Regions from separate parts of the Mus musculus genome. Here regions 1, 2, 3, 4, 5 and 6 are each linked to region 7. The links are chromatin contacts, called in public promoter capture Hi-C maps. All regions are on one chromosome and are shown on one strand. The core of a region is the stretch at or near the end of the contact, and the rest is flanking DNA. Distances in the headings are between cores, read along the strand shown.

Region 1 (3,393 bases), core at 344-2,843, 1.8 Mb after region 7:
AGACCTTTATAATGGTGTGAAGAGAGTCAAATTAAGGTGTTATGGGAGGTGTCTACACAGGAGCTGGAGCTTGCTGCTACAGTGACAGCTTCCAGAGGGAGACAGACTAGGTGAGGACCAGGCCGCCTGAGATGGAACATTCCAGGCAGAGTGAAAAACAAGTACAAAGACCTAGAAGTGAGAAAAGGGACCAGGGACACAGGCATGTGAACTTCCACTAGACCCAGGCTCCTCTAGCTACATACGGCAAGTTATTTAGGCTTTGTGCAGTCTGACTTTTCAGGCGGAACTGTGAGAAGGGGCCTCTGTTGGAATTCCCAAGGTCAACAAAGGAGGCAGGAGGAGAAACCTCTGCAGAACAGATTGAAAATCCAAGAGTTAGGGTGGAAGGTATTTTCAGAAGGAAGGAGACAACGAGAGATTGATACTGCCAGGCCCCCAGAGAGAATAGGTCATCTTGGATGTAGATGCTTCTAGTTCACACTGGTGTGATTTCTACATCTCTGGTTGCTGCTCTGTAAGTCTTTCCCATGGGGAAGGCATAACTCCTTCCCCCAGGAAGTTTTTTTTTGTTTTGTTTTTTTCGAGACAGGGTTTCTCTGTGTAGCCCTGGCTGTCCTGGAACTCACTCTGTAGACCAGGCTGGCCTCGAACTCAGAAATCTGCCTGCCTCTGCCTCCCTAGTGCTGGGATTAAAGGTTTCTTTGTTTTTTATCTCATATTCTCCCAGTCTCATGTCCGACCACCCAGTGAAATGTGGGTGTTTCATCAGGACAGGGCAGCAGGCTGTCCTACTCGCCCAGTGCAGTGCCAGCTCACTTGATGACTGGGAATTTCTAAACCCAAATTAAACAACATAAACTTTTGCAGTATAGAAACTGGCTTTTCCTTCTTGGCAACCCTACTTGGAGTAACGCTCCTTCACACCCATGCAAGTAATTATAGCGCCGGACCTGCAGGAGAGTTTAGTAGCATTTCCTCCTGCTCTGAAAATCCAGATCTCCAAAACAGCCTCACTGTTCCCCTTTTCACGCCTCAGACCCTCCACACTGGCAATTCCTTTTCACCGTTGTATATACTCTTTCTAAGACGCAGGATGAATTCAAGGATCTCCTTCCTCCAGCTGACTCTGATCCTGACTTCGTTAAATGAAGTCACAACCAATCGTCCCTCCTTAACCCGGGTACAAATAGGGGATATACCATTGCTGAGGGTTGTAGGGAGTGGAAGAGGCACACGGTAAACGCGCGGTGTATAAGCACCTCCACAGCAAACCTCCAGGGAAAGCAGACCCCTCCCTACAGACACAGAGGACAAACTCTGCGGCGCAAGGAACTATCCCACCTCGATCCACCCTCGGAACCGCGGGCTCCTCTCAGGCCAGCGCGCGAGTCGGGCCGGTTAAGTCTCTGCTTTAGCTCCGATCCGGAAAGCCCAACCCAGCGCCGGGCGTGGCCATACGCACCGCAGACACTGGGGCCTCCGGCCTCACGTCCAGGACTCCCGGAGAGCTGTCCGACCCAGGGTGTGAACGCCGCCGCCGTTGATCTCCGGAACAGTGCTGCGCAGGATTCTCTTTCTCCAGGAGGTGTCGACGCTTCCGTGTGCGTCATCAGGAGGCGCCCATTTGTGGCGCTTACAATGGAACCACTGGTGTCCAGGCATGCCGGGATACGGCGGACGGGTCTCCATAGCAACTGGCCCCCAGTAACCCAGGCCTTCAGCCTGTCCTAGCATTGTGGTCGGTGTCCTTGGGTCCACCGCCGTCTAACACGGTGCTCCGGCCCACCACCCCTCGGCTTAGGAGAGTAACAGAGCCAGCTGTGGGTGTGACATTCGTTTATTTACATAATGTCATCCGAAGGCAAATGAGCAGCCCAACCTACTGGAGGGCACAGATCTGGGACTTTAACCTTTATCTCTTTCCTCCTTCAGGGATCTCGGAGGGCGGAGGGCGAAGGCATGAGAGAACGGGAAACGTTCTTAGCACTACATTCTACGTTTTCATCTTTCTTTCCAAAAGCCTCATTTTATTAAACACTCAAGCTTCCCACCTCTAGCCCATTCAAACTTTTTGCTCTGCCGCTATCCACCCAACATGGTTAATAGTAACAATATCATAATAACACTGTAGCAATATTAATAATACTTCACATTTGTACGAAGTTTACAGGATGTTTACACATACAGCGTCTCATCTGAGCCAACAGTTCTGTGAGGTAGGTATTTTCACCTCCCTTTTTACAGACGGCGTAACGGAGGCTCAGAGAAGTAATAGTATTTGCTCAAGGCCACACAGCTAGTTAGTGGTAAAGCTGAGACTTGACTCCCAGCACCCCATAGTCAAGTCCAGTGTTCCAAACCCATAGCTACCTCTGTAAAGTGGAGGCATGTTTCTTACCCCAGTCAGGCCTGGAGCCAGATACTGACAATTCTCAGACCATGGAAGACAAGGACTCAGCATCGGTGGGGAGAGTTGGGGTACCTAGCCTTCAACTCCTGTTTGAACTGGCGGTAAAGGATCTTATTGCGCTGGTTTTCAGCCTCCTTTTGGGGATGGAACTTCAATGCCTCCTTGAATCCCTTATGAACCAGAAAACCTTCGTTCAGCACCTCAAAATTAAACCCTGCCACGTGCAGCTCACAAGCCTGGAAAAGGGGCGGGGGGGGGGGAGGGAGAGATAGAGGAGGGGAGAGGGAAGAGAGGGAGAGAGACAGGGAGAGGTCACAGTGATTTAATCACAATAACTTAATGATATCCCCAGGGCCCACATGATCATCCCTAAAGTTCCACTCCACTGTCCTCAATTCTCCATCATCCAACCACTTTCTTCTTGCTTCACTGCCTCCTTTCCACCAATGGCCACTTCACCCCTGACACGCCTCCAGTCTTAGTCCTACATGCCCTCTCCCTTTTAAGTACCTGGCTGATTCGATTGAAACCATACTGCCGAAAGCGTTCGTCAAATGTGGGCACCTTTCCTCCAGCCACATAAAATGGTTCCCAGGGGTCCCTCCAGGGCACCACGTAGGCAGGTCTCAGCAAGCTCTCCTCTGGCAGGTTGACCCAGCGGGAGTAGTTGGTGGGCGCATGGCAAGGCGTGCACAGCCCATAATAGAAGGGCCGGACTTCGCCCACCTGATAGAGCTGCACCAGCTCGTTCTTGTTCATCGGCATTCGGCGGGACCGGCGGATTTCAAATGCAGGCACCACCAGGGCTGTGCCATCCCAGTGATTGCTCTGATCCAACATTTCCCTCAGGCCTCTCCACAGCCCTTCGCTGGGCACCATGTCCACATCAATCACCAGGGCGTAGTTGGCCTCTTCCCGAGCCAGATTCCTTAACAGGTTATTGGGATAGGAGGTGTTGGTCCCTAGTGCATAATTAATCC
Region 2 (3,183 bases), core at 500-2,999, 1.8 Mb after region 7:
TCTCGAAAAACCAAAAAAAAAAAAAAAAAAAAATCAAGGTCATTCAGGAAGTTTCCTACTGGTCATCCTGTCAACTTAGTGTCTAGTAACAGTCCCACGTGGAAAGCTCCAGGAATGAACGCTGGGTCATTAACAGAATCGTCTTCCTAACTATGCTCAAGGCACAAGTCCCCTTTGTGGCCAAGCCCCACATCAGAGACTCACTGGGGATATAGAGGTCAGGGGCATTGAGATCTTTCCGCGGGGGCAGAGGCACATCATGGCTGTATTGCATTTTCCAGTTCTGGCCGTGGCGAGGTGGTCGGGTAAACAGGAGCAGAGAGAAAGAGAGAGAGGGTTGAGATCTGATGATCAGTCAGGTTATCCGCGAGTGGGGAGAGGCTGGCCAGCTCTCCTGGTGGGAAGCTCACCTGATGTGTGTATGGGAAGACCAATAGCCCTAGCTTCTTAGCGACATAGGCTGTGTCCACAGCAAAAAAATACTTGAGTTTGTTCACGGACACAAAACGGTGCAGCTGGAAGTAAAGAGAAGAGGCTATGGATGAGCCCTACCGTGATCCTTCCTAAAGGATGCCTGGGGAGTAAGATGGGATCCTGTGACACCCCAACCCTGGCCAGAAGCCCTGCCTCCCTCCTCCCGGGAGCCCAGGGCACACCTCTTTGTGCACTATGTCCTTCCCTTGGGATGCTATGGAGGTGCCATAGGCCATTGCCATATTGGCCACTGGGTCTCCAAGCAGGTTGTTGACACTGAAGGCTACATCAGCTCCTGGGGCTGGGTATCCGCCCAGTTGGCTGGAATAACCACCACTTGTATCATCGAAGAGTGGAGGAGGGTCTGGAGCTGCCCGGGTCCTATGCTTGGAACCTGCAGGTGTGAGAGGACCAAAGTAGATTACAGAATTACAGAGCAAGAACCCAGACCACTGCCCTTTCCCCAGGCTGGGAAGCTGTGCATAGGTCCTAAGGCACCGAACAATTGAGGAAAAGGCAGGATGAGTTTTAAAGTCGATCTCCTATCCTTCGGGGGGTCAGGGTGGGGGATCATTTACTGCATGCAGTGGGAAAGGTGTGCCTAAACATGGCTACCCATTTGGGGTTTCTAGGAAGTCTCTCAAGGGAAATGATCTCTGAGTACTAGCGAGTGAAAAGACGTTTGCTTGGGCACAATCACCGCAAAGACATTCCTTGACTTAACACAGGTAGAAAAGGCAATATTGGCTATTCGGAGTCCCTGGACAGTGGTCAGGAATGCTGCCCGAGTTGTAAGAGGGAAAGGAAGTTCTGGAGGCAAATTCGGTACAAGCAGGATTAGACTTGAGGATCCCAGTAGTGCTGTCGCAGCCTGATCTCAGGACTGGCTAGTAAGGGCGAAGTCCAGGACACGCTGCAGTGTGGCAGGGCAGGAACCCGAGAGACACTCTCCCCGCCCTGGGCAGCGGTCACTGCAGACCCTCTCCAACAGAACCAGTGGGTCTCTCAGCGTATTTGGCTCCCCGCTGCCAGGCCGCGCCCCGCCCTCCCCACTCCTCACGCACCGTGGACTCCATATGCCGAATGGTAAGCCATGGCCGTGACGTTCGCTCTACCCAAGGGTCGTGGGTACTTCGCTGAGTCGTGGGTACGAACACTACTGAAACAGCTACTTCTCTTGCCTGGTCCTGACCGAAGTTACCCGACGGCCCGACACGTCCCAGGGCTGTCCGATCGCGGCCGCCATGTCCTTGGCGTCACACTTCGCTGTCTACCATTGGCTCGTCGGAAGAGCTGGTTCTCCCCCTTTACACTTTCAATTGGCTACTGGTGAGCTCTCTTCCAATCGGGTTTTGTCATATTCAACTTCCGACAGATAGGGGGCGGAGCTACTCAAGATGTTCTCGGATTGACTAGTAGGCTGGCTAATTTGCGGCGCTACCAGCCAATAGGTGAGAAGGAGTTGTAACTTAGTTCCGCGTCTGCGCCAAGAGGCGCTTGACGCTCCTTGCCACGACTACGCCAATAGGAAGATTAAAGTCCTGACCGACCCAACTAGTCAGGGCACAAAGCTGGCTCCGCCGCAATGCAGTCCAAGAGGAATGCGGCGGTCGGTCAAGCTCTGACTGATCCCTGCCCCTACTCTGTGCTCTTTCCTCCAATTCACTCCATCCTGTTTTGGAGCTCCGGCCTGCTAGAAATTGTTGTTGTTGCCCGCACCGGGAGAGTGACAGCGCGGCCCTGAGCCCTGGAACGCTGACTCCTCCTCCGCCCTCCCACTCCTTTCAGAACTGGTGCTGTCCGTCGGCTGGTGCTGAAAATGCCCTGTAGAGTCCGCCGCTGGGCTCATCCCCGAGGGCCTCTGCTGGGAGGGTTTGGAATCGCGCTCAATACGTTATGCACACACGCACTCACACGCACACACGCGCTCACGCATGGGGCAGGAGACAGAAACTGAGACCACCCAGAAGATACGAAGTCCTGGTGGTATACATGGGACAGGAATCTGTACTGGGCCTTGTTCCATCGCTTTCTCCAGTGGTCCGGGAGATTTGGGAGGCAGAGGTGTAGTGACCTGTCTCCTGAAGGTCTCCTGAGTCATCACCAGTCCTGTGATCTCCAAGTGAGGCCCGTAAGCTTCACTCCTAGTCTCCTAGGCTCTTTTCTTCCCACCCAGGCTGTAACCACTCCCATCGTCGCTGGAGACAATCCCTCCAAGGGTCCCTCTCTCACAGACTGTCAGGTACTATTCTCTAGATAGCATGACACACCCTCGGATACTTACAGCTGACTAACTACTCAGCGTTTAGTTGCATAAGGTCAGACTTTTCTGATCCCCAAACTCAGCCCATGCTGTCCAACAGCTGCTTTTGCTCCTCCGCCTGGGATGCGGGAGATATGCCTTTCCCTTTTTATCCATTTGTCCAAATCCTTTAAGAGTCATGTTAGCTTGCTTGTGAGATGGCTCAGCAGACTGCCAAGCCTGAGAACCTAAATTCAATTCCCAGACGGTGGAAGAAGAGAGCCAACTCCGAAAAATCTTCCTCCGATTTGTACACTCGAGCTATGTTAAAGTGCACCTCTTTGCACCATCCCGCCCAGAGAGAGATACACAGAACAAATACATTTAACATGTAATTAATTTTGGGGGGGGGGGGAGATCGGGACTGGAGAGATGGCTCAGTGGTTAAGAGCATTGGCTGACTGCTC
Region 3 (3,308 bases), core at 591-3,090, 1.3 Mb after region 7:
CACTGTGGGCCCTGAGTCTGGTCTTTCTCCTCTTCCTCATCGTCAGCACAGAGCAGACACAGCAAATGCAGGCGGGCCAGGAGAACCGTTGGGTCATGAAGGAGACTGGGCATGAGGCCCCGGCACAGCTGGGGCCCCAACAGCAGCGGGGCAGCCTCTTCCCCCTCTGGACCTAGTGGGCAATTCTCGGGGAAGCTCAGGATGCAATGCAGGTAAAAGAGGTGTGTGGGCGAGGGTAAAGCTGGGTGCTGGGCTCCCAAGGTGAGCCTGCGGAGGAGCAGAGCTTCATCCTGTGCAGTGAACAGGGCCTCGCCAAAGGCCGCCTTCAGAGACAGAACTGAGTGTAACAGTGTCAGCTGTGCCGTGCCCAGCAGCCGAACCAGCTGTGGCTTGAAAAGCACTGGTGGCTGTCCCCGAAGACCCCGGAGGGCCCAGCCCAACAGCCACAGAAGTTGAGCCTGAGCCACAGGAGTGAGCAGATAGGAAGTGTCCAGAAGCTGGGCCACGGCAGCCTTCAGCTCTCGGGCGTCCTCGGGGCTGGGCTCTAGAACCGGAAAGCCACGCTCCTCCTCCCCAGCTGTGGGCCAGCTGGGCCCCTGGGGCTTAAGATGGGCATCCCATTCCTCAGCCAGGGTCCAGTCCCAGGGACAACTCCCAGTGGAGAAGTCCTCAGCCACCAGCAGGCCTTGCAGGCCAGCCCCAGACCTGGACTGTACCACCAAGGTGTCGTGTAGAACAAGGGCCAGAAGCAGGCTGACAGGCTGGATGGGACCTGTTTGCCCTGGGAGGCTCCGCAGCATCCCCAGGGCGCCGGCCAGCAGCCCAGGCTTACAGCGCTCAAGTTCTCCAAGGCATTCACAGGCTGTGGCCTGTAGATGGCGCTGTTCTGAAGGGGTTCCAAAGCTTCGTCCCAAGTCTCGGCCTGAAGCTAAGCCAAGAAGTAAGGGCAGAAGCCGGCAGGAAGCTCCCGAAGTGGGTCCGAGAGCATCTCCTGACACCAGGGCTGTAGTGGCTGCCAACAACAGGAGCCTCCGGAGAGCTGAAGGTCTTGTGGGCAGGAGGACAAGCGTGTCCAACAGGGAAGTGGCAGCAGCCTCCGCGGCAGGTGCATCAGGCCAAAGTTTATCAGAGTACTCCAAGCTCAGTGTCAGTAAGGAAACCTGAGATGGGGGATTTAAGAGGAACTCGTTGAGTTCAGCATGCGGTAGTATGAAGCAACCATATGGACCACGGCAGGGCACACGGGCAGGACCTACCTTGGTCTGCTCGCTTAGCTTTTCACTCCTTAGGTCACTCAACAGGTCGCGACCCAAATCCTCACCTTCGGCACCTGCCAGAAAGGCGGATGGGCTGGCTCGGAAGGCCCCCAGGCGCTGGGCCCAGGCTTCTCGACCTAGGGGCCCCATGGTCAGTCATCCACTTCTCTGTAAAGGGAAGAGAGCATCAGACACCGAGGCGAGGACGACGCGCAGGCCTTTACGGCCACTAGAGGGCGCCCAGGTCCTCCACCTTCCCGAGGGGCTGCTGTTACCCTAGGGCCGTCTTGCAGACCCCTCCCCGCCCCCCAATGCCTAGGTCCCGAGATGAACTCTGGAGGCTTCGGAGATAATGCCGGAAGCAACAGCCCGGGCCCCTGCAGGATAGGACCCGCAGGATCGGGGTGGGGGTGCCCAGAAGGTGCGTGCGGAGAGCTCATTAAGCCTCCCGCCTACGAAGGGCATCGAAACCACAGCGTCGCTCGCGCCCCTGGCGCCCGTGGTAACGGGTCGGCCTCTCTCACCGCTTGAGTCAGCTGCCGCGGGCGCTCGGTCGGCTCCTTCCGGGCTGGCAGGCTGGCGGCGCGGGCCGGGGCGGGGCGCGGCGCTCGGCGCGTGGGCGGCCGGGACGGGGCGAGCCCGGGGGCGGGGCGTAACGGAGCCTCCGCCTGCCACGCCCGCCAGGCCGGCAGGTGCCGACTCGCCGGTTTCGCCAGGTCTGAGTAACTGTCTCGCCGTGCAGGCCCCCTGCCCCGAAACTGCCGCAGGCACGGGCAGGGGCGGGGTTTGGTGGGCCGGGCTCCCGGTCCGCTCCCCGATGGAACTGCGTTCCCAGGCCCTGGAGCAGAACAGCGGCTTGGGCAGATCGGGAAGGCGGCCAGCGCGTCCCCCAGTCCTCCCGCCCGGGCCCGGTGACTGCGCGCTTGGCCCGGCTGCTTGAATGCGGGTCTTCGGGCGGCCGCTGGGTGGCGCGCGAGGCGCAGTCCCAGGGCAGAGCAGGAAGAGCAAGGCGTGGGTCACTGCGGGACCGGTCGAACCGGCGCCGCAGGGCTTGGCTTGGCGTCCTCAACGCTGACCTGGCGTCGGGGGTGCTGGGGGGGACCACCTCGCTCTGCTTGGAGGCGAGGACCCGGGGCCAGGGTCGCAGCCGGATGGTAGCTGCTGACCTTTGCCCGAAGTCGCACGGATTGCCTACAGGGGTCGGGCGCGCTAGAGTAGAGCGAGCAGGGCGGGACCTTAAGACGCAGCGAAGCCGAAACACAACGGGATCCTGACTCTAGGTGTGCGTGTTGGCGGGGCCTGGAGGGTCACTCAGCTCGTAACACACCTAATATGAACCGAGAAACCAAGGCTTGAGAAGACAACGGCCGGGCTGCCAGACTTCTGGCCAAGTAGTACACACGCTACCTACTAGAGTCCAGAGGACTGTATCTGGGCTTGTTGGCGAGTCCCAGGCTGTGGGTGCTCACTGGCCCGCTAGTTTCAGGGGCTCAGACCTTCTGTCGTCCAAATCTCATACTCACCGTCCTATAAAGCCTCCTGCTAGCCACTTTGAAGATGAAACACCTGAGCCCCCATTGCTAGCCTCTGGCTATTTCTTTGTCTTTGTCCCTTTGGGTGGCCCAAGTTCCTTCCTAGCCCCTTATCCTGACCTGGCTGCAGATGAGAGTGGTGAGGTAGGGTCCTAAAAAGAAGACTGCCTGGGCCCCCAGAACAAGGGTAGAAGAAGAGAGAATGGAGACATGGGGGCGTTGGGGGAGGCACGGGGAGCTAGAAGACCTGGTCTCTGCTCTTCTGGGCTCTGGCTCCACAGCTGACTCACAGGCGACAGCTCTAAACCACTTCCCTCTAGGTGCCTCAGTTTCCCCATCTATAAATTGGGAGTGATGACTCCTGTTTAAGAAGCTTTGGGGTGGGGCGCCCGGCTAATTAGGCCCAAGATGAAAGAGGCCAGGGTGAGAGCAGCCCTGGGCTGGGAAGGCAGGTTGGAGTAGGAGCCTGTCTGGTTGCCCTGTCTGAGGCCCAGAGGGCGCTGATAACTGCAGGTCTGGT
Region 4 (3,180 bases), core at 487-2,986, 1.9 Mb after region 7:
TTACCTGCATGTATGTATGTACCATGTGCATGCAGTGCCCTTGGAAGCCACAAGAGGGCATTGGATCCCCTGGGGCTGGAATTACAGATGATTGTGAGCCACAGTGTGGGTGCGGGAGGCCAGGCTAAGAGCAGCCAGAGTCCTCAACAAGAGCCACTCGTACTCTAACCCCCTGAGCTATCACTCCAGCCCTGACAGAGTGCTTTTATCAGTCATTTTTATTAGTGATTGTTGGGGTTATGTTGGCTTTGTTGAGACCAGGATTTCCTAGGCTAGCCTTAAAATTAATAATCCTTTTCCCCCAGTTCCTTGAGTGCTGGGATTATGGTGTGTGCTACCATGCCAGACATGATTTAAATCTTGACTTGAGGGAAGGATGAGGTCAAGTGGCAATTCATTTAAGTCTAAGTCTCCCCCCATGTAATTCTGCCTTCCTGGCAGGGTTATTCTGATGTAGGTAATTAGATAACTATCCTGAACATTGACAGTTTGTGCCGGAGCTCGCTCAGAACTCGCCGCCCCTAACTACATCTTTCTGTGCTGCTGTTTTCTCTCCATCCCCCAGGCTCAGAAGTACAACTTGTGGAGTATGAGGCCTCAGCCGCTGGTCTCATCCGCTCCTTCTGTGAGCGGTTTCCCGAGGATGGGCCCGAGTTGGAGGAGGTTCTTATCCAGCTGGCTGCAGCAGATGCCCGATTCTGGAGGAACCAGGCCCAGGAGGCCCCACCTGGCCAGGCTTGAGAAGATCTGTGTGGTCTCTCCCCTCTTTGTCAAACCAGGGCTGTCAGTAGCTCTGAGTTGTGTGTGATTAGGAGTCAGGGGAGGGAGGGGCAGGAGCTTGGACTTTGGTGCTACCTCAGCTGAGGGTGGTGATGCGAACCCCTTCCATTTGTCAGCACTTTGCAGTTTACCGTATGTCCTCAGTTTCTGGATCTGCACTGCCATCTATGGCCGGAGCTCAACAGGGTGCCTAGTCCGGTTTTCCACATGGGAAGGTGGCAATTCTGAGAAGTGACTGTTCTAGACCCGGCAGGTGGCATGTGACAGAGCCAGGGCTCAAAGCATTCTCACCAAATCCAGCGCTCTTCGTGTATTACTTTTATAGCCAGAAAAATAAATATGACGACCACCATCTCTGCAGTGTATGTTTCTTTCTCTTCCAGTTCAAAGCCAGGGGAGGGCACACTACATCACTTTAGGCTTCCAATCCACAATAAGATTTTGAATATCATTTCCAAAGGAATGCACAAACTCACAACGTGTTCCGGAGCTCTTCTTTGTGACATATTTCTTAAGATTTGTGTGTTCGTGTGCATTTTCTTCATGGGTGTGGTGGTGGTAGCAGAGACCAGAAGACCCCATCAGATGCCCTGGAACTACGGTTACAGAATTGTGAGCTGCCATGTGGGTGCTGAGCAGTCCAGGGTCCTCTGCAAGAGCAGCAAGCACTCTTGTACTTTCAAATGTTTCCGGAGCCAAAGAACCGTAACACACTAACATGAGATCCTCACCCATTAATTTGTTTCTCAGTCTAGTCTTAATCCCTAAAAAGCGCTCCTCCCCAGGCCTCAAAGCCCAGGCCCCTGTCTTTAATGCAGAAACCATAAGTCAACATTGCATAGGACAAGGAAACCAGTGCTTATTTGGTCCCAGCCGGGACAATTTTACCCCGGAACCTTTGTTCCTGTGCTTTCGGATGCCCGGATTCTATTGGGTGTTGCGCGATGGCTGAGCTGGTTGCCAAGGCGACGCCTGGGAAAATGGCTGCGGCGTCTTCATCGGATTCTGACAGCGGGCGAGCTGAGAGGTTAAGTCCCGGATCCTCACCGCTTCCTTTCCCTCAGATGAATAGATGGTGCTTGGTAGCGGGTTCTGGGCTCTTGCTTTCGAGCAGCGGTGGAAGTTCTGGGAGGGCCCTTTAGAAATCAGAAGAAAGCTGATGGCCAAGAAGTATCTGTATGTGATTGGCTGGTCACTCCGGGCGCCAATTGAGCTCAGATCTAGACTTGGTATTATCCTTTCGATGTTCGTGCTCTGTTTCAGGCGTCATCTCGCTTAGAGATTTTATTTATTTATTTATTTATTTATTTATTTATTTATTTCGTCATGGGGCTCACTTTCCAACTATCTTTTTTCCCTCTCAGCAACGAAGCCAATTCTAAATGGCTGGACGCACACTACGACCCCATGGCCAACATCCACACCTTCTCCTCCTGCCTGTGTGAGTCTCTAGACATATCTAGGGACACCCAGATTCTAGGAGGATGGGAGGAACAGGGAACGGTTTCATGGAGAAATCTTTGAGATTCTGAGACTCCTTTTCGACCCTTTTGTGTTTTCTAGCACTGGCAGATTTGCATGGCGATGGGGAGTACAAGGTAGGCAATCAGAAAGTTGAGTGGTGTGTGTGTGTGTGTGTGTGTGTGACACTCAGAAGTGAGATTTGCAAAGAGGCTCAACATACTCTGGAACTCATCAGTACTAAAAAGGCACACTTCGTTGCAACTTCTTTCTTTTAACGATGTATTTTTATTTTGTGTGCGTTGGTGCTTTGCTTGTGTGTGTGCTTGTGTAAGGTTTCAGATCCCTTGCAACAGGATTTACAGACAGTTGAGAGCTGCCGTGTAGGTGCTGGAGTTTGAACCAGGATCCTCTGGAAGGACAGCCAGTGATCTTCACTGCTGAGCCATCTCTCTAACCCCAGAATTTCTTAGTAATTTGGAAAGTGAACATTAATTTTATAACATGATCTGCAGAGGTTAAACAGCAAGATGTTGTGGATTTATAGTACCAAGACATACGATTTTCTCTCTCTCTCTCTCTTTTTTTTGTCTTTGTTTGTTTGTTTTTCAAGACAGGGTTTCTCTGTGTAGCCCTGGCTATCCTGGAACTCACTCTGTAGACCAGGCTGGCCTCAAACTCAGAAATCTGCCTACCTCTGCTTCCCAAGTGCTGGGATTAAAGGCATGCCTCACCACTGCCCTGCTGACATATGATTTTCTAAAAAATAATTTGAGGGCCAGGAGTGGTAGTGCCTGCCTCTAATCACAGCACTTGGGCAATAGAAACAGGGCGATCCATGAGTTTGAGGGTGACCTGTGAAGTCCAAGGCCAGCCAGGTCTGCTTAGTGAAACTGCATCAAAAACAAAAAAACAAAAGCGAACTAACAAACAGAGCAA
Region 5 (3,489 bases), core at 144-2,643, 1.9 Mb after region 7:
TTGACTGCGGTTATAACACGACACCATGCAGCTTGGTTGGGGGTCTTGGGCCCTGGGATCCTTCACTTGCCTGAATTTGCCCTTGGTGGCTATGGATAGCCCTTATTTTCCTATCTGGTTACACTTACATTTCAACTGGGTCTCAGTCAGACAACTTTATACCTCGTCTAGAAACAATGAGAACAGGCAAAAGGAAAGAAGAGGACTTTCCTCGGGACACATTTTTACAGAATTCCCCCTTATAATGACACTCACCAATCAGAACCAAGAGCTACTAGCGCTGTGGTGACAAGGCTGGCCTTAAGCACATGGTTGCTCTGGCCCCTCTAAATAGGCAAGGTAAGGAAGGTGTGTTGGATTTCAGTCCCGAAACACTACCTCCTACACAACTCTAGGGGACAGCACTACCTCTTGATGGCTGCCCATCCCTTGGGTAGACTTAGTCCTGAAGTAAAGCTGACAGTGTTCCAGAGTAAGAGAAGTGAGCTATCTAAAGTCACACAGCTGGTAGGAGACAGACATCTGATTGAACCCTAGACAGCCTAAGTCAGGCCCCAGCTCTTTGCAGTGCTTACCACATCTGGTCAGCAAGTACTTGCAAGAGCCATGGGTCACCCAGAAAGACTCCTCCCTGACTACCAAGAGTAAACAACATGCTTGTCTGCATCCTGGGCTGCCCTCCAGTCAATGTCACTGGAGACCGCTTTTCTATTCTAGCTGGCAAGTGGTCACACTAAGAAAGTGCCAGCTACTAGCTGGCCTCGACTTCAAGTGCGTTGAGGAAACTGGGGTTCCCAATGTTTTAAGGATGGCTTCCATGGCGACCCAGTGGAGCACCTGTAGCATTTTTCTGCACCCCTGGGACTACTGGTGGATGGGACTACTATTCGCACAGCCTACATACACTCTTTGTAAGAGCTTCGTAGTCTCCAAATAGCATCTCCAAATCCTAAATCCAGGGAGGAGGGGGTCCACATTATTATAGTCTTCTCTAAGTGGAGGTTCCTAACTGCCAAATCCAGGGTAGGGACACTGGAGGTGAAACCCCAAAGAGAGCAGGCTCCCAGCTACATGTGTGGAGGCTCCCGATGTATAGGAACTCTCACGTTTGGGGACCTTGTCAGTCCCCTCTGTCGGTACCCGACAGCAGCCACGCGGGGTACTGAGAAACTCAAACTTTTTCACCAAACATCGCCCTACGCCACGCCTCTGTGCAGTGAGGGCCAGCAGACAAAAGGCCAAGGCCTCGCGGTCCTTGCAAGGCAGGCACCACCCGTAGCGCTTGGGGGCGGGGAGAAGATGAGGGGAGGAACTGTCTTCGGTTCTTCTACTGGCTGTAGCTGCTGTCCGTCTGATCCCTGGGGCGACTACGGGTCGGTAGGGGCGGGGCTTGTGTCCCAATGAATGGGGCGGGGAGCCGGAAGCAGGAAGTGAGTTTGCGAACGGAGCAGCTGCAGCAGGTGAGGTACAGCGCCTTGGTTTTGGGGTCACGGTGTGTCATCTTCAGGAGATCAGAGCGAGGCCTGGCTGTGCATGCAAGATCATCCCCTTTCTGTCCACCCTTCAGTGCCTCTTCCAAATCTCTCCCAGCTTTTGGGCAAGGAGAATTTCCAGGCAGTAAAGAGTTAACACCTCTTTCCGAGCGAAGGGGTAGATGGGGCGGAGCCGCGCAAATAAGGAGTACAGAGGGTGGAAACGTGTCCTTAGCCAGGGGCGGAGCGTGGAGAATGTGGTGGGTTCGGAATTCCTTGGGTCCCAACTGAGCTGAAAAGCTTTGGATAAGTTGCTTGCTTTCCAAATGTCATATGGTTCCTATCTGGAAAATGGGTTGTGCCCTTATATGGCTTCCCAACAGAGCAACAGAAGAAAACAGGATAGTGAAGGGCTGAAGAAAGACATGAGACTGGGGCAGATGCTAGGAGGGAAAAGCTGGGACAAAATATCATTGCTGTTTTTGATTTATTTTTTGACAAGGTTTTATGTACCCCAGACTGACCTTGGAATCTGACCCTGGGCCTGGTTGTTGGTTAGACAAACTCTACCAACTGGGTCACATCCCTGTCCTGGATTTCATACCCAGCTGTTGAGCTTGGTGTCATACTCACAGTCAGTGTTGCAGAGGAGCAAAGAGCAGTGCAGGGAGGTGAAGCGGCTGCCCTGGGTTTTAGACCTTTTGGTGGAGCGGGGTTGGGACGGTGGGGTGGATATCCAGCATGAAGCCTTTGTCAGCAGTTGTGATGAGCTAGAGGTGTTGGGAAATTCTGAACAGAGACTAGGACATCTGAGAAGGTGGAGATGAGGCAGGGAGTGGCTGGGGCTGGGAGTCTAGTAATGAGGCTGTGTTCTGCCGGTTCTTCCTTCGTACACTTGGCATCCTGGGCCTTAGTGTCCTCATCTGTAATATGAAGTGATTGGATTCAGATTTTAAGTCTGAGAGGCCACAGGCCAAAGCTGGCCCGCAAGTATTTGAGTCTTTGAATCCCAGCATTTCAGGTGAATGGATGCGACTGGATTACTCCCTCCTGGACTTCTGGATGGAAGAAGTTAGTTAGCTCATGAGCTTTCAGAGCAGCCGCGAAGATGCTGCGCTCTCTGAGATGACTGTGATGTGTTCTTGCAGGGCTCATGGCAGATACCCAGTACATCCTGCCCAATGACATTGGTGTGTCTAGCCTGGACTGCAGGGAGGCATTCCGCCTGCTGTCACCCACAGAGCGCCTCTATGCCCATCACCTGTCTAGAGCTGCTTGGTATGGGGGCCTGGCAGTGCTGCTCCAGACATCCCCTGAAGCCCCCTACATCTATGCCCTGCTTAGCCGCCTCTTCCGTGCCCAGGACCCTGACCAGCTGCGCCAACATGCCCTGGCTGAGGGTCTTACTGAAGAAGAGTACCAGGTCAGTTCTCACAGGCTCGCCTGGCTTCTGAGGGGCTTCTGGAGATGTGCGAAGGACCAGGAACAAGGGGCATAGGGCTCTCTCTCCAACTAGGTAGAGGATTAGACTAAAGGGTGCTAGCTCACACACACACACACACACACACACACAGCCCTGTAGCTTCAGGCTTGTTTTCTGTAGAATGTGCATATGGTCTGCCATTAGTGTAGTGCCTGCTTCAAGATACAGGGAAACAAGCCAGGCATGGTGGCACACATCTTTAATTCCCATACGTGAGAGGCTGAGGCAGAAAGATTGCTGTGAGTCTGAGGCCAGCCTAGATACCATAGTTCTTAGCAGTCTGCCATGACTGTACACCTGATACTGAGGGACAGAGGAAGGCAGCCTGGGTAGATACCAAGGGTAGAATGTTCTGTTTGTCTCTTAGTTCTTGTTGGTGGATGTATTAGCCAAATACCATACTTGAATCTTATTATATTGCATCAATTCAGAAACATACGAAACACAAAAGGTCACACTTGTTCAGTCTTTTCAGAGGCAGGCACTGTGGCTGGTCCTTTTCCATTCTGTGTGAGTGCATTGGATACTGATACT
Region 6 (3,097 bases), core at 590-3,089, 1.4 Mb after region 7:
GATACCATGATGGAACGCATTACTTTGTACAGTAAATACAAAATTAGTTTAAAAATTAAAAAAAAAAAAAGTCAGGAATGGTAACACACGCCTATAATCCCAGCACTCGGGAGGCAGAGGCAGGCAGATTTCTGAGTTCGAGGCCAGCCTGGTCTATGAGTTCCAGGACAGCCAGGGCTCCACAGAGAAACCCTGTCTCGGGGAAAAAACTCATAAACCGCGTGGAAGCCCAGACACCCGATCAGCCCTTGCTTACCCACACAGCTCTCCTGTTCATCAGGCTCGTAGCCCTGCGGGCAAGGGTTTGGTTGTTGAGCATGGGCCGCTGGCGGTGGAGGTCCTTCACCATGGAGATCACTGATGACGGCAGCAGAGCGAGGCAGACACAAATAACCCCCGTAGTGGTTGATGCATTTCATCTCACCCTTGCAAGCCTCCGGGATGGTCAGGCACTCGTTGACATCTGCAGAGAGGGGCCTGCTGGGCACAGCCAGTCACCTGGGCTGGCCCTGGAGGTAGTGGGAGGCAGATGCCCAACTTGGCCTTCTCTAAGCTGAGCAACAGAGCAAGACTTTCTCTCTGCTAGGCAAACTAAGGCTGCTGACCCAGAAGCCCTGCCAGGGATTGGCAGGACTGGGAGTGGGGCCCCCTGTTTCACACTGGTATCTCCATTCTCCTGCCTCCTCAAATCCCTGCCTCTACCTTTGCCCAAGAGAAATTTTGCGGGCCTGCCGACCCACGGGGCATGCACGGCTCTCCCAGGCTGCATTGGGATAAAGAGCTGGGCTAGGCAGGTACAGTGCAGTCCAGGGAAGGTGTGCGTATTTCCTTCTCTCTGGGCAATAGCCAGGTGCTCCCTTCCCTCCTGCAGGATAGAGGCCGTTTGTCCAGCTTCTTGAAGGGGCAGGGCTCCTAACTGAGTGGCACAAGGGAAGCATGGCTGGCTACCAAGCTGGACAGGGAAAAGGGCCATCAAGTTCCTGCAGCAGCTCTGGGAGGTAAGGTATCCCTGGGAAACAACAACCCCCTTCCCAGTTCCTGAAGATGGCTAGTACCCCAGACAGAGACTCACCCCGGCAGTGCTGGCTGTCTGCATCCCACTCATAGCCATCTGTGCATTCCTGGAAGGGAACCCGATGTGGCCAGTGACCACCCTGGCTGTCTCCACCAACTAGCCAGGCCAAGACCAGGGCCAGAGTTCAGAGTCATGCTCGGGTCAGCTCCACACAATGGCCTCCAGCTTTCCACCAACCAAGCCGGGGAGAATCTTGCCCAGAAGCAGCCTCCCCAGGATCCTGATCTCACTGTCCTTCCCATCCCATCCCAAGCTGGTGACCCCACGGTCCCCACCGTGTAGCTGTCCGGCTCCTCGGGATCCTGTGGGGACGCTGCTCCCAAGAGCAACAGCAGAAACGCCCAGAGCAGCAAAGACCCGGGGAGGCAGGAGGCAAAAGGGAGCATCCTGAGGCTGGGAGGTGGTGGGCAGAAGTCAGGGGTTTCTGCCACAGCACCCCCCATTCCCTCTATCTGGAAGGGGAGCCTGGGTCCCAGCTGTCTCGTCTCAGGACTGTGCTGAGGCTGGAACCTTCCAGGGCTGGGGACAGAATCCTTTCGCAGGCCTATGGCCCAGGCCCGCAATCCCGGACCGCCCCGCCCCCGCCCCGCGAGTCGTGAAGCGCAGGCCTCCCCGCTCCGCGCAGCACCGACTCGGCCGCCAAACGGCCCGCGCCCTCCCTCCGCTGGAGGCCACTCACGCGTCGACTCCAGCAGTGCCTGCGGGCGGGCGGACGGACGGACGGACCGCGCAGCTCACTGGACGCGCGGCCCCAGGAAGCGCCCCCCGCCCGCCCGCCGGCCGCGGCCCACCCCGGCGCCTCCGCCCGCCCTTCGGCGGATTCCTGAGCCCGCGCCAGGGGGAGGGACCCCGACCCCCCGGCTTCTCCGCCCCGGCCGGCCACAGGCCCCCACCCGGTCCCCCGCGGCGCTGCCTGGAGTCGCCTGCGGACGCCCAGCCAGAGTTTCCCAAAGTTTGGATCCTTAGGCCACTGACCTTGATGCTTGGCCCCCAAACTCACCTAAGGACCCCGGGCCTTCACTCAAAATGTTATTCTGCCCACCTAGACCCTATCTAACCTGTGCCTCCGGAATCCCATGCTGTGCATTCGCACCTCCGTGTAACCCGATTCTGCGCCTCCCAGAACCTACTAGGCATTTAATCCTCAGAGCTTCAAATTCTACTCCTTTCAGAATTTTATCCAGTGTTAAACCATCATCACTTAGATGATCCTAAAACTTCATCCAAGGTTTCCAGACCCTCGTCCAACTTAATTAATTGTCCAAATTAATTGTCCAATTCCCTCTGCATCCACATCCACGGCCTCCAGGTGGTCTCTTTACTTGGGGTACTGCTTCCCCAAGCCGTGCCAGCGCAAAACTACAGTAGTATGGGGGAGAGGGCAGCAGTATTCTTGGCTCGAAATGAATGGAAGCCCCTGGGAAGGCGGGCAAGCTTGAACTTGGGCGCGGAGGACACTAGGGCCCAGTGCCAGCCCTTTCCCGAGCCTCTTCCCATCCAAGTCCCCCACCCAGTTTCCGCCTCCGCCCCCAGCGGAGATCATGCCTTGGAGGCGGAGTCTGGGTGCCTCCAGCGCCCAGGAAGGGGTGAATGGGCGGGACTTCGCGTTGCCCACGTCTCAAGGCGGGCCTAGACGGGAAAGGGTTGCGTGTCCAGGGTTCCCGTGCCTGGCCCAGACCGCTAGCGGCAATAACCAGGTCTTCCTTAACTTTCCCTTACCCAACCTCTTTCCATCTTGTTTGTTTGTTTGTTTTTGTTTTGTCATTTTGAGACAGGGTCTCACATTGTGTAACTCTGACTGTTCTGGAACTCACTAAGTAGATGAGGCCTCGAACTCACAAAGATCCGCCTGTTTCTGCCTCCTAGGCTCTGGGATGAAAGGTGTACACTACCATGCTCCGCTCTGCCTTGACGTTTAAAAAAAAAAATCTGCTTCATTTCATTTAACTGTCTGAGTGGTAATGTATGTGGTATATTCGTGTGTACCTATTCACCTTATGTTTTAAGACAGGGTTTGTCGCT
Region 7 (3,441 bases), core at 550-3,049:
AGACCTCAGGATCTGGGAGATACCAGGAATGTGGGACAAATGCTAAGGACAGCAGCAGTTGTGGAAAGGAACTGACTCAAGCCTTCAAGACAAGCCATGTGTTCTGTGGATGGCAGGCTAGCAGAGCAGAGCAGCTTCAATGATTTGAGGCCAGAAGATAAATAAATAAAATAAAGAAATCTTAAAGTATGTCAGTATTTTAGACTTTACAGTAGCCCACATTTAAGAGACTAGATTTTATTTAAAAAGATAATAAAGACTATCCAGTTATTGGTTTTTTTGTTTGTTTGCTTTTTGTTTTTGTTTTGTTTTGTTTTTTTTTTGAGACAGGGTTTCTCTGTGTAGCCCTGGTTCTCCTGGAACTCACTCTGTAGACCAGGCTGGCCTCGAACTCAGAGGTCCACTTACCTCTGCCTTCTGAGTGCTGGGATTAAAGGTGTATGCTACCTTCTTAAAATATTGGGATGCTAGCATGAGACCTTAAGGACAAATAAGAAAGGAAAGGCTATGCTTTAACACAGACGAGCTGACGGGGTGAAATGTCATAGTTCTTTTGTCAAACTAGACACCTAGGTAGAGGGAACCTCACAGCTGAGAGACTGCTTCCAGCAGATTAGCCCATGGGCATATTTGTGGAGGCATTTTCTTGATTGCAAATTGATTATAGGAAGGCCTAAGTCACTGTGGGTGATACATCCCTAGCTAGATGGGCTTGGGTTATGTAATAAAGCTAGCTGAAAAAGTCAAGGGATGAAAGTCAGTAAGCAGTGCTCCTCATAAGCAGTGCTCCTCATCATAAGCAGTGCTCCTCCATGGTCTCTGCTTCAGTTCTGATCTCCAGGTTCCAGCCTTGAGTTTCTGCCTTGACTTCCCTCAGTTATGGACTGTAGCCTGCAAACCAAATAACTGCCCCTTCCCCAAGCTGCTTTAAGTCAGAACGTTTTATCACAGCAACAAAGAAGCAAACGAATACAGGGACAATTAGGCTGGGTGGCAGGATGTGAGTCAGGGCACCCGAGGCTGCCCCAGGGAGGGTGGGGCTCCCTGGGAAAGGTGGAGTGGGGTCCTTGTGCAATCAGCCCTGCAGGCTCCCTCTTTAATTCTTTTTGAAATTACATTTATTTTATATTATGCCATATGTTTGCATTGTATGTAGGTGCAGGCACTTAGATCTAAGGGCAGCTTGTGGAAGTCGGTTCTTTCTTTTTACCATGTGGGAGGGAACTAGGCATCCAACTCAGTTGGTCTCCTTTGGGGCAAAAGCAACTTTACCCATGTAAAGTGGCTTCCTGTTTCTGAAGTGTACTCTCAGGATGCCCATTGCCGGCCCAGCATCAAGAGCCTAGGGCTCCTGTGTCCAGGGAATATAAAGATCTCCAGTGTATTTGCTGAGCTTAACGAGTGTAACGAGTGGTCCTAAAGAAGGAAGTGGGCTGTGATTTGTGTCTGTTGGCTAAGAGGAGCAGAAGAGGCAAGGCTGCCACGTGGGAGGGAGGGCTCCATCAGCCTGGGTGGGCAGCCCTCCTCAAATCCTGGGACACAGACCTCTAGTGTCCTCCATATCCTGCTGGACAGACACCTGGCTAGGAGGCTTACTCCAGCTGCAGCCACATGTCACCCAAAGGCCCTGCACGGCTCTCACTGGTCCCGGGGCCAGGAGACCCTGCCACCGTCTGATGCTTCCCACCCGCAGCCCCGCTCCGTCACGTTCCAGCCGCCTGACTCAGGCCGCACGGGGCGGGCTGGGAGCCGGGAGGCGGTGCCGGCGCCCGCTCGGCCCCAGAGGCGGCACCAGGAAGCACCCGCCCCGGCCGGAGCCGCCATGTAACCGGCGCCGCCCGTAGCCCCAGCCGCGCGGGCCCCAGCGACCCGCCCGCCATGGGAGACGAGGATGAGGACGAGGGCTGCGCCGTGGAGCTGCAGATCACCGAAGGTGGGTGCCGGATCCCGAGGCGGCTCTCCCGGACGGGTGGCAAGAGTCAGCGACCCTCTGGGCTCACTCGCCCCCCTGTGTCCGCAGCCAACCTCACCGGGCATGAGGAGAAGGTGAGCGTGGAGAACTTCGCGCTGCTCAAGGTGCTGGGCACGGGAGGTGAGAAACCGCTTTCACTGGCATGGTGCTTTGGGCCTTCTGCCCGCCCACTCGCCTGGACCTGGGCCTGGGCCTGGTTGCTGGGGAGGTCCCCCCACCCTTTCCCGGCATAGCTCCCCTTGCCCGCCCCGCCCTACCGTACCAGGGTTCCGAGCCTACTTGCCGGGCGTCCACGTTGACAGGACTCTTCTCTGCAAAGTCCTATGCGTGCGTGCCCCCTGCCGCGATTTCCTAGCCTCTTTGGGGTTTTGACTCCCTCCCAAGAGCTTTGCACAGCTTCTCTCCCCATCTTCCCTTGCGAGCCCCACTCTTGTATTTTGCAAATTCCCCAGTCCGGGTTTGCACATCCCTCCGCTGACTGGGAGCGCGCCTCTGCCTCCGGTGCCAGCGTTTTCATCTTTTCTCAGCTCTCTTGATCATCCCAGGTTTGCACGTGCCCCGCCCCTTCCCCGCCCCGCAGGCCTTCTGGAGTTGCAAGCTCCCCAGGCTAGTTTGCACTGCAAATTGCTTTTCAGGCTTAACCGAGCACCCTCCAGGGAGGGCTCACCTTCTCCTTAGAAGGCTCTGTCAGCCTTTTGCACCCCCCTTCCCACCAGTCTGCACCGCCCTCGCACTTACAGCCCACCTTCCAACCGCTTGCTTGCTGCTCCCACAGCCTATGGGAAGGTGTTCCTGGTGCGGAAGACGGGTGGGCACGACGCGGGCAAGCTCTATGCCATGAAGGTGCTACGCAAGGCGGCGTTGGTGCAGCGCGCGAAGACACAGGAGCATACCCGCACCGAACGCTCGGTGCTGGAGCTGGTTCGCCAAGCACCCTTCCTGGTCACACTGCACTACGCCTTCCAGACGGATGCCAAGCTGCACCTCATCCTGGGTGAGGGCCTGTCACATCTCAGCTTTGGAGAGGGACGGGAGTTAGATTAGGCTACCTTGTAGGGAAACATTTCAACGTCTCCTCACTCCCAGACTACGTGAGCGGTGGTGAGATGTTCACTCACCTCTACCAGCGCCAGTACTTCAAGGAGGCTGAGGTTCGAGTGTATGGGGGCGAGATTGTGCTGGCCCTGGAACACCTGCACAAGGTAAGAGACGGCCCTGCCTTTTGGCTGCTCTCCTGGGACTGCCCTGAACCTAATGAGGGGCTTCCTGTTTCAGGGGTGGCCTGGGCGGGGACCTTGAAAGAACTGCTTGAGACAGCACTACCTGGAAGGGTCTTCTGCTCCAGAACCTTCTGGAAGGGGCTTTCCTCCAACAGGAACCTAGGCTAACCTTCATCGGACTTCCTTAAGTGGTGACCTCAGACCTCAGTTACCAAGACCTCTGAAATGGGGCTTTTTGTTCACACTCCT

The links. Promoter capture Hi-C pulls out the DNA fragments that hold promoters and counts their contacts.
Region 1: a contact with region 7 is called in a promoter capture Hi-C map of liver, with 4 times the contacts expected there. A contact is called at or near these places in 2 of 39 promoter capture datasets (both in liver).
Region 2: a promoter capture Hi-C map of liver shows a contact between it and region 7, with 4 times the contacts expected there. A contact is called at or near these places in 2 of 39 promoter capture datasets (both in liver) and 1 of 130 datasets of targeted methods (pancreatic cancer cells).
Region 3: a contact with region 7 is called in a promoter capture Hi-C map of liver, with 3 times the contacts expected there. A contact is called at or near these places in 3 of 39 promoter capture datasets (hippocampal neurons and liver).
Region 4: a promoter capture Hi-C map of liver shows a contact between it and region 7, with 7 times the contacts expected there. A contact is called at or near these places in 1 of 39 promoter capture datasets (liver) and 1 of 9 other capture datasets (liver).
Region 5: a promoter capture Hi-C map of liver shows a contact between it and region 7, with 5 times the contacts expected there. A contact is called at or near these places in 2 of 39 promoter capture datasets (both in liver).
Region 6: a promoter capture Hi-C map of pre-B cells shows a contact between it and region 7, with 4 times the contacts expected there. A contact is called at or near these places in 2 of 39 promoter capture datasets (hippocampal neurons and pre-B cells) and 1 of 130 datasets of targeted methods (pancreatic cancer cells).

What each region holds. Positions count from the first base shown.
Region 1 is chr19:5,039,563-5,042,955 of GRCm38.p6, reverse strand. It overlaps Brms1 (breast cancer metastasis-suppressor 1), which reads right to left and starts at 1,593. Exons shown (of 10, transcript NM_134155.3): 1 at 1,466-1,593. B4gat1 (beta-1,4-glucuronyltransferase 1) reads right to left here. Exons shown (of 2, transcript NM_175383.2): 1 at 2,924-3,393; 2 at 1,822-2,649. The coding sequence ends at 2,458.
Region 2 is chr19:5,087,104-5,090,286 of GRCm38.p6, reverse strand. Yif1a (Yip1 interacting factor homolog A (S. cerevisiae)) reads right to left here and starts at 1,749. Exons shown (of 8, transcript NM_026553.4): 1 at 1,539-1,749; 2 at 657-868; 3 at 411-515; 4 at 205-283. The coding sequence starts at 1,569.
Region 3 is chr19:5,566,556-5,569,863 of GRCm38.p6, reverse strand. It overlaps Ap5b1 (adaptor-related protein complex 5, beta 1 subunit), which reads right to left and starts at 1,840. Exons shown (of 3, transcript NM_001362046.1): 1 at 1,781-1,840; 2 at 1,257-1,424; 3 at 1-1,160. The coding sequence starts at 1,406.
Region 4 is chr19:4,905,183-4,908,362 of GRCm38.p6, reverse strand. It overlaps Bbs1 (Bardet-Biedl syndrome 1 (human)), which reads left to right and starts at 1,736. Exons shown (of 17, transcript NM_001033128.3): 1 at 1,736-1,807; 2 at 2,145-2,221; 3 at 2,344-2,378. The coding sequence starts at 1,761. Dpp3 (dipeptidylpeptidase 3) reads left to right here. Exons shown (of 18, transcript NM_133803.2): 18 at 566-1,134. The coding sequence ends at 741.
Region 5 is chr19:4,926,191-4,929,679 of GRCm38.p6, reverse strand. Dpp3 (dipeptidylpeptidase 3) reads left to right here and starts at 1,393. Exons shown (of 18, transcript NM_133803.2): 1 at 1,393-1,460; 2 at 2,621-2,895. The coding sequence starts at 2,626.
Region 6 is chr19:5,473,432-5,476,528 of GRCm38.p6, reverse strand. Efemp2 (epidermal growth factor-containing fibulin-like extracellular matrix protein 2) reads right to left here and starts at 1,839. Exons shown (of 11, transcript NM_021474.3): 1 at 1,755-1,839; 2 at 1,351-1,468; 3 at 1,073-1,121; 4 at 257-463. The coding sequence starts at 1,461.
Region 7 is chr19:6,838,985-6,842,425 of GRCm38.p6, reverse strand. Rps6ka4 (ribosomal protein S6 kinase, polypeptide 4) reads left to right here and starts at 1,799. Exons shown (of 18, transcript NM_019924.2): 1 at 1,799-1,933; 2 at 2,021-2,092; 3 at 2,748-2,966; 4 at 3,059-3,174. The coding sequence starts at 1,879.